3 separate regions of the Mus musculus genome follow, and regions 1 and 2 are each linked to region 3. The links are chromatin contacts, called in public HiChIP or PLAC-seq and promoter capture Hi-C maps. All regions are on one chromosome and are shown on one strand. Each heading gives the region's core, a stretch centred on a gene start, on an enhancer-like site or on the middle of the called end of the contact. The rest is flanking DNA. Distances are from core to core; before and after follow the strand shown.

Region 1 (3,088 bases), core at 367-2,866, 530 kb after region 3:
AAGATATGTTAGAATCCCATTACCCGCACTAGGCTAGATTAATTATTAATTCTTGGATAAATCGCATATGCATATTACCTTTAGTAGTGAGTACTGTGCGATCAGTCCAAATGGTCCTGTTAAGTACTCATCCCACACTATTGCCTGTAAGAGGGGAGAAGCACTCAGAAATTCCACCACCAGCAACAGAAAAGGCAGTTATAACCAGTAAGAATATAATTTTATAAGGTTTAATATTTTCCCTGCCCCACCCCCACTTTAATTATGTCTAGTTGTATGTGTCTGTGCCTGGGTATGTGCAGGTGGGTGCGGTTCCCCTCAGAGGCCAGATCCATCAAATTTCCAAGGATCTGGGGTTACAAGTGGTTGTCTGTAGGTGCCAGCAACTGATCTGGGCTCCTCTGGAAGAGCTACACTCCCTCTTCACCTCTAAGCCACCTTTCCAGAATATTCTTCTAAAAGTTAGAGTTAGGATTTTTAAAGGCTCTGGTCACATTATAGCCTAAGGGTCGAAAAGAACCTTCCACAAAGGGGGAAATTTCATGATACTGGCATCAAAGATCCCTGCTTCCTCCAGGAGAAACACTTTGTAAACCTGGTCCACACAATCTATTATATCTGATTTCGACATCATTTTCAGTTTAATACTGCCCCCTGTGATTTAATAATCTGCCTTTTTGACTCAATGACTTAGTTGGAGCTATGTTTACAAAACTGATTCTTTTTGGGTGGGTGGGGGTAGGGAGTGTTCTTGGTTTTTTCAAGACAGGGTTTCTCTGTGTAGCCCTGGCTGTCCTGGAACTCACTCTGTAGACCAGGCTGGCCTCGAACTCAGAGATCCGTCTGCCTCTGCTTCCCAAGTGCTGGGGCTAAAGGCGTGCGCCACCACTGCCGGGCCCAAAACTGATTCTTTGAGCATCTGTTTTGTTTTTTTCTTCAGATTAGAACTTCCCATTCCCTGTAGAGGGATGGGGTATGATTAATAAATCTCAGAATAGAGGGAAAAAATGCTTAAAAGAAAACCTCACAGCATGGCTCATGCCTGTAGTGCCAGAGGCGAGAGAAAGGAGGAGTGCCGGCAGGAACAGTCTATATAGCCAGGAATAGGCTCAAAAATAAAATGGAGAGCCGATCCCAGCACTCAGAGGCAGTGACAGGTGGATCTCAGTGAGTTCGAGGGCTACACAGCGTTACCCTGTCTCAAACACTGAGAGGAAAACAGGAAGAAAGGAAATTCTATGAAGTCCCCGATCTAGACAAAAAACGATCCATGTTGAAGTTACGAAGTGACAGCTTGTCTTTCACAAGCTGTGTGCCGAGGGCTGTGGGCGTGCGTGCTTCCAGGCTGGAAAGGACAACTGTCTCGCAGGTCGGGGAGCTCCCGGCCAGGGGCTGTCACTGAGCGGGCGACCTGATCGCCCCCACGGCCTCGCACAGTCCCGCCCGGCCAAGCTTGGTGGCGCCGGGGCCCTGTCCCTCACCTTGCTCCCAGCGCACTTGTCCAGGAACTCGCGCAGCTCCCGACGCACCGCCTCGCGCAGCACGTTCAGGTTCACTCGCCCGTACGACAGGTGCGCCGCCATCTTGCCCGGGCACCCGCATTTCCCCAGACGCCGCCTGCGTCACGTGACGGGACGTTCACGTGATCCGAGTCGCTGAGGCACATTGAACGCGAAAGGCGGAGTCCTGCTGACAGTGATGCTCCTTCAAGGTCCTAGTGCGCATGCGAGGAGGAGTCCCCTCCCCGCCCCTTTCTAAAGTATTTCCCTACCATGCCTAAGAATGGTGAGCAGTGAAAATTGACTTTGTTTGTTTGTTTTCGAGACAGGGTTTCTCTGTGTAGCCCTGGCTGTCCTGGAACTCACTCTGTAGAACAGGCTGGCCTCGAACTCAGAAATCCGCCTGCCTCTGCCTCCTAAGTGCTGGGATTAAAGACGTGAGCCACCATCCCCAGGTCTTAAGGATGGAATTTAGATGTTATTTGTCGCGTTTAAAAGCACCATCCTTGTGTCTTCACAGCTAGAATACTGGTGTAAAATGGCGATCGAGGCCAAACTACAAAATGCACCTTACTACACCCAGTAAGTGGTTCAATCGCAGAGCAAGCTTATCTCTCCAAGTTCAAGGCCAGCCTGGTAAACATAGCGAGCTCCAGGACAACCAGGGCTACACAGTGAGACCTGTCTCCACATAAACAAACAATAAATGGACTGGAGAGATGGTTCACCAGTTAAGAGCACCTGCTGCTCTCCCATAGACCAGGTTCCCAGGATCCACAGTATAGCTCGTGACCATCTGTAACTCCGGTTCCAGGGTGTTGTGTTTTATAAAACAAGAAAAGGAAGCCAGGGATATGCTTGATAGAGTGAGGTATGGTGAGGTGGAAGGTGGTGCCTCTGCGAGCTTATGCTGAGACATCCCTTCCCCATGAGGTAACAGCCATATGACGGATATAGTATGGAATAGAGTTTATTTAGGGCATGGGGAGATGGGGAGGGGAGTTGAGGAAGGAGGTGGGGAGGGGAGAGGAGGGAAAGGGGAAGGGAAAGAGAGAGGGGGAGAGGGAGAAAATAGAGGCGTAGAGGCCGGCCAGGAACACGTGGAGACAGACAGGAAAGGGGAAAGGAGAGAGAAGGGAGAGGGAAGAGAGAAGGTAAGAGAGTGGGGGGGGGGGGGCCGCAAGCAGCCTCTTTTATATTGAGTCAGGCACACATGGCTGTTGCCAGGTAACTGCGCAGCAGAGCCTGGAAGAAATGCTAACACGGGATCTAGTGCCCCTTTCTCACCTAGGAGAGCAAGGCACACAGCACTGATAGATACTTTCAGGCAAACACAGTTTAAAAAATAAGAGAGAGAGATGGCTTAGTGGGAACACGCTGTTCTTCCAGAGAACCAGAGTTGGGGTTCCAGCTCAAAACTGCCTGTAACTCCAGCATTCCAGTTCCACATCCTCTATGCCCACTTCTGATCTCCATGGACTCACGGCAAGTTAATGATACTGAAGTTGAGAATAATAATCTGTTGCAAGGTATTATTCTTATTTATATTTTATGTAAATGAATATACTATCACTCTTCAGACACACCAG
Region 2 (3,162 bases), core at 442-2,941, 670 kb before region 3:
TTCAAGACAGGGTTTCCCTGTGTAGCCCTGGCTGTCCTGGAACTCACTCTGTAGACCAGGCTGGCCTCGAACTCAGAAATACGCCTGCCTCTGCCTCCAGAGTGCTGGGATTAAAGACGTGCGGCACCACTCCCAGCTGGACTGGATGTCTGAAAACAGAGACAGCTGCACACGCTCTTGACTTTTTCCTGTTTCCATCAATGTCTTACCAAGTTTCTCCTCTAGATTGGCTACAAAAAAGAATACAGCTTTTTCTAAGTGAGTGGTCAGATTTTTAGCATACTAGGATGAACGTGTGAGTGTGTGTATGTTACTGGGAGATAGAACTCAGGGCTAACCAACACTATACAAGTGCTCTACTACCACCAAGCTGGATCCCTAGTCTAATATTTACTTTACCAGAAAGGACTTAGGTAAATCTGGTCTCATAGCGTCCTAGTCTAATTCTACAGTGAGATCAAGCCTGTAGTTTGCTTGGTTCCTGTACTTAGCCACATGATATCTTTCTTGTTCTTTAATAGAAGTAATTTCTGTCCTGGAAAGAACAATTACGTTGTGCTGGAACTAGTACGCTGGTTTGTTAATTGTTTCCAATCATGGATCTGGTCTTTTTACTTTTTTCAAAAAATGAAATTGATTCCTGTAGCCGGGTAGTGGTGGCACACGCCTTTAATCCCAGCACTCGGGAGGCAGAGGCAGGTGGATTTCTGAGTTCAGGCCAGCCTGGTCTACAGTGAGTTCCAGGACAGCCAGGGCTACACAGAGAAACCCTGTCTCGGGGAAAAAAAAAAAAAAGTCTTAGCACCAAATATATATTTACAATAAAATGTACATTTAATAATAATGTACTTAATAAACATAAATATATTTTTATTTCATGGCCACGGATTCAGATTCTACAAGAGCCATGATTGTGGGCCTAGTTGGATCCCAGTCATCCCGCCTCTTGATTTTTTTAAGGAAGGAGGCCAGGAGGGGGACAGGGAAGCATGGCATCCAGCTGTGATATCAGAAGTCAACTGTCCTCAGCCATCTAGGGGACAGTTAAAACCTTCCCAGGCCCGAGGCGGCTGGACCCTCGGCTCCCCGCCAGGTTAGGAGCCCGAAAGCTCAGTCTCTGTCCTGCTCCGAGGCCGCCTCGGCAGCCGAGCCCCGCTAGAGCCCGCTCCCCCCCCCCCCCCCCCCCCCCCCGTCTCGCGCCTCCTCGGCAGGGGTTCCCAAGGCCGCCTCACCCTTCACCGCCTTCCGTCCGGGCCAAGGCGGGCGGCCCCGCGACCCCGGGCCAACGGCTCGGCATCCCGTCCACACGCGTGCACCACACCGGCTCTGAGTCGGCGGCCTCCGGCTCTCCCCACTCCGACCCTGCTCAAGTGGCCGCCGGATGGTGCGGAGGAAGACCCGAGTTCCTGGAGCTGTAGACCCGAGGGCGGAGGAACCTCAGGTAACCAGGCTCCTGCGCCTGGGCATCTCTCGCTGACAAGGACGCGTCAGGGCAAATCCATCCACACGCACCCTAAAGCAAGTATTCCTTATCCACCTCAGTATTCTAGACCCTCAGAGGACCTGCAGACCTTCGGTTGTCACCCTATGTGTCAAACCCAAGCACCGGTGCTGCGGCCCGGGGGCGCGGAGCGTAATTCGCGATCCGCTATCACCTAGGCAACCGCCTTCGCCGGAGGCCCAACCGATAACGGCTCTCGGCTCTTTCTCTTTCTCTCTCTGCGCACGCGTGAACGAACTCGTGTCCCCGCCTCCTCTCTGAGCACGGCACGCGTTTCGGAAGGCATTTTGGCCCTGGGGACGCTCCGTAGTCTATGGTGTAGTAAATACCCGTGCTGAACGAGCGATCTGTGGTTGCGATTGGCTCCTACGCACATTCCCCGGAACGCCGTGGCTGTCGCGCGAAGGCTGAAGGGAGTGTGGCCGTCGGCTGTGTGTGAAACCCCCGGAGAGGCGGCATGCCTCGATATGCGCAGCTCGTCATGGGCCCCGCGGGCAGCGGGAAGGTGAGCCTGGAGGAGCTGCGGTGCGTGGGTGGCTGGGCTCCGGGGAAACCCTGGGTATACGGCTTCCTGCTCTCTGCTTGTACCTTGCTTTTTTTTTTTTTTTTGTTTGTCTGGGAGTGATAGCAGCTTTAATAGCTCTTGAGCGGCTTGAGAGAGGGCTGAGCGCTCAAGAGCTTGTTCTGTCCTCCCAAAAGACTTCAGTTCTGTCCAGCACCCAGACAGAGCTGCAGGACACCTTTGCTCCAGGAACTGCCCTGGTCGTTCCAGGTGTCTTCATATCCATTCTGTGTGCTTGATCCTATACCCATTCTACAGATTACAAACACAGAAAGGTTTATTTTGTTCAAAATCATACGCTTACTTAGGTCCGCCCCGGAATCTGAGTCTGGGTTGTTGGTCTTTTTGTTTTTTTGGTTTTTTTTCCCCTGTCTAATTCCAGACAAGGCCCCCTGCCACGCACCCAGTATGGGGTCTTTTCTTCCCTTTTTCTCAGAAGTTTGGAGTATGGGTTTCAGATAAGTTTGTAGATATGCACTGTTTGTGGGCATTTTTTTCTTTTTCCTTTGAGACAGGGTTTTTCTGTGTAGCCCTGGCTGTCCTGGAACTCACTCTGTAGACCAGGCTGGCCTTGAACTCAGAAATCCGCCTGCCTCAGCCTCCCACGTGCTGGGATTAAAGGCGTCTGCCACCACTGCCTGGCTCTAGTTTTTATATTTATTTTTTTTGTGTGATACAGTGTTTCTTTGTGTACATATTAAGAGAATGATGCTAAGGACACTTAAGCACAGTAGAAACGGCAATGGTGACATTTGAGGGATGCCTAGAGTCTATAGAGGTGTTTGTATCATTTTAATATTTAATAAATACAATATTCAGAGTACTAGAGATGGCTGTGTGACTCCACAGGGCCTGTCATCTGATCTGGAAGGTACACAGCTCACCTGTCAGTTACAGTGCATCTGTATGGTGGGGCTGTCCTAGGTAGAGAGAACAGGCTGTCAAAAGGAAGCGTGGAGCGTGGAGGAGGTCATTTCTGTAACCTACGTTAATTTGTAGACTGTGTTAAAGAAACATCCTGAGCCCACGCCCTGCATCTAGATCTGCAGCTCTGGTCTCATCGCCTTCCCAGGGTTTCCCTGGAGGTGCAGTTTGGCTT
Region 3 (2,743 bases), core at 191-2,690:
CTCAGTCAAGTTACACTGACCTCCCTAATTCTAATTCTACAGTTTAAGGTCTAAATTTTAGACGAAAAGCCCCTCAACCTGGACACATCTTTATCCTTTCTGCCTAGCTCAAACATCACCCTGCTCCTGTCTTCTTTGTTACTCCCTCTCTTCCCCTCTCTGGTGCCCTCTATAGCCTAATACCACCTCTTCAGTAGTCACTTCTTCCCAGGTCACCTCATTTGGGAAATGTGATGGTAGTCTACTTTGCAGAGTCTCCCCGAGCACCCTTGCTCTGAGCAATCTTGCTGCGTGTACTTTATAAAGAGACATTGTTGCCACTTAACAGATGAGAAAACCTATAGATAAGGTATTCTAACAATGCAGGCTCAGGGATTCTAGTGTAGATAACCCAGGAAGGCAGGAGAAGAAAGTGGTTAAGTCTGGAATTGCAAGACTAGAGCTTTTAAATAGAGTCCCCGTCCTACCCCCATCCATCCCGGACAAACGTGATTTGCAATGTATCGGCCAGAACCCATTCGCCCCCTGCTGGTTAAGACTTGAGTCCAGGCATACAGGAGTAATCATGGTCACTCAGTTACTTCTGGGGGGTTGGATAGGTCCAACCTGTGTCTTGAGGCCCAGACCTTGTGCCCCCACCATCTGCAGAGCATCAGGGCAGCATCTGAAGCCCACAACGCCTACTGCAAGTCATTTTCTTAATGTGTTGACCTTTTCAACCAACCCCAGGCTCTGCTACCCTGTCAGAAGACAGAGAGCGATCCAGCACCCCCAGAACCCCACCCAGCTTTGGGCTGGCTTCTGATGATCCCTATCCCATTTTTGTTTTCTGTCCCTAGACTCTGGCTCAGCTGAAGTCAGGGCTGACTTGGACTTCAGAGCCACAGCCCCCTGCTGGTCCCGGTTCTGGTCACTAAGTGGGGTTGGGAACAAAACAAGATCGCTTATGTTCTTAATGGACTCTGTAACAGTGCTTTTTGTTTTGTTTTGCATTGCCCACCCACTCTGACCCCACGCTGGCCACTAATCCCCGGAGGCTCTCCCGCTTAGCTTACCGTGTTTCAAGTTGCCCTTCCATTCGCCCACGTAGTGATCGCCGTTCACAGCAAACACTTGGTGTCTCAGTCCGTTCTTCTGGGCTTTCCGGTCCCACCCTTTCCACGGCGGCTCTACTTTCCTTGGACACTTAGTGACCGGCATGCTGGCTGCCTCTGTGGTGTTGCGGGGGTGCTAGCAGGAGGTAGGGGCATCAGGGGCTCAGTGACTCCCGTGTATCCTGGGGATCCTGGTACTTCCTGGGGAGGTGCCTGCCTGAGTTCCAATAGGGCAGGTCATTTGTGTTCTGAGTCCCCAGGGCAGGTGAAGAGCCCTCAGTGGGGATCCCTCTGTGCTGGACTGACCCACAACAGTCCTTGCCCTTGCATTCTCCTAGGGTCCATCTGTCAGGGATGTGATGGCATAATTCCTTTGGAACCCAGGGATTGTGATGACACTGGAGAGAAGCTGCCCCTGGGAAAAATGATGCTCACAGGTGACTTAATGACTTGAAAGACCAATCAGGAACCGACTTTGGTAGAAGAGACTCGAAGTAAGAAAGATCAGATGGTACCAAGTACTGGGACCACTCCAGGTGTATCAGAGGGTATCAGGCAGACAGCTGCCTGCCCTGTTAGCCCTTGCCCTACGTACCTGGTAGATGGGACAGATGAAGCTCAGGGGTTGCCTTTCAGCAGGGGAGATCCCACAAATCAGAGACTGATTTCATGGTGACTAACTGTCCCAGACTGCAAGTCTAGCTATACAGTGAGACCTTGTCTCAAAACAAACACAGTTGGACAGCCCTTGGCTCACTGGTCATCCTTCCACATCTGAGCCCTACGACTCTTATCTGGTAGAGCCATAGACTCTAGAGGGAAACAGTGGGTGGCCCAGGGTCTCCTCCCCATGTCTGGGAGCCCCGACCTGTTTTCCTCAGGTCCCCAGAATCTCCAGAAGGGATTGTTCATGTCTTTCCATCTGTCTCCAGCTGGCTCATGGGTGATAAAAACGTTCCTATCTACATCCTGGGGACCGCAATCTCCCTCAACTAATACAACCACATACTCCATAGGTTCTGAGGCTGTACAAATCCACTCCCATTAAATCTTGCACCGGCAGCACATACACACAGGTGCTGCCAATCAAAATATCCTCAGGTTGAAGCCAGTTCTAGGAGGTCATGGTATCTTAGCATCCACCCACAGGGTCAGCCTCACAACCTGTGTGCTTCAGGTTGGACACTGTGCCTGCCACCTGTGCATGTTTTACAGCCTCTGTTCCCACAGAGGGGACTACTGGCACATGACTTTAATCCCAGCACTCAGGAGGCAGAGGCAGGAAGATATCTGAGTTCAAGGCCAGCCTGGTCTACAGAGTGAGTTCCAGGATAGTCAGGGCTACACAGAGAAACCCTGTCTTGAAAAGCCAAAAACCCAAAATAAAAACAAAACAAACAAACAAAAAAATCAAAACAAAACAAAGCTTGCTTTTTTTTTTTTTTAATATGGAGTCTTGCTATGGCTCTGTGGCCCTGGCTGACATGGAACTCCATACTCCATATGTAGACCAGATGTAGACCAGGCTAGCCCCTAATTTGCATTATTCTTCTTGCCTCCTGAGTGCTGGCATAAAAGACATGTACCACTACACTCAAGTTCATTCATTCATTCATTCTCTCTGCCCCTTTCTGTTTCTAATAGGGTGT

Evidence for each region. HiChIP or PLAC-seq counts read pairs in DNA pulled down with a chosen protein or histone mark. Capture Hi-C pulls out chosen DNA fragments and counts their contacts.
Region 1: a contact with region 3 is called in a promoter capture Hi-C map of pancreatic islet. The contact joins the promoter of Vps33a here to the promoter of Morn3 in region 3. A contact is called at or near these places in 1 of 39 promoter capture datasets (pre-B cells), 2 of 115 datasets of contacts at active chromatin or transcription factors (bone marrow-derived macrophages and memory CD8 T cells) and 1 of 9 other capture datasets (pancreatic islet).
Region 2: a FOXA1 HiChIP or PLAC-seq map of pancreatic cancer cells shows a contact between it and region 3. The contact joins the promoter of Fam216a here to the promoter of Morn3 in region 3. A contact is called at or near these places in 2 of 115 datasets of contacts at active chromatin or transcription factors (embryonic stem cells and pancreatic cancer cells) and 2 of 9 other capture datasets (liver and pancreatic islet).

Annotation. Positions count from the first base shown.
Region 1 is chr5:123,571,399-123,574,486 of GRCm38.p6, forward strand. It overlaps Vps33a (VPS33A CORVET/HOPS core subunit), which reads right to left and starts at 1,617. Exons shown (of 13, transcript NM_029929.3): 1 at 1,482-1,617; 2 at 79-144. The coding sequence starts at 1,583.
Region 2 is chr5:122,370,651-122,373,812 of GRCm38.p6, forward strand. Fam216a (family with sequence similarity 216, member A) reads right to left here and starts at 1,692. Exons shown (of 7, transcript NM_026883.4): 1 at 1,233-1,692. The coding sequence starts at 1,297. Gpn3 (GPN-loop GTPase 3) reads left to right here and starts at 1,858. Exons shown (of 8, transcript NM_024216.2): 1 at 1,858-2,006. The coding sequence starts at 1,959.
Region 3 is chr5:123,045,576-123,048,318 of GRCm38.p6, forward strand. It overlaps Morn3 (MORN repeat containing 3), which reads right to left and starts at 1,441. Exons shown (of 5, transcript NM_029112.2): 1 at 1,056-1,441. The coding sequence starts at 1,200.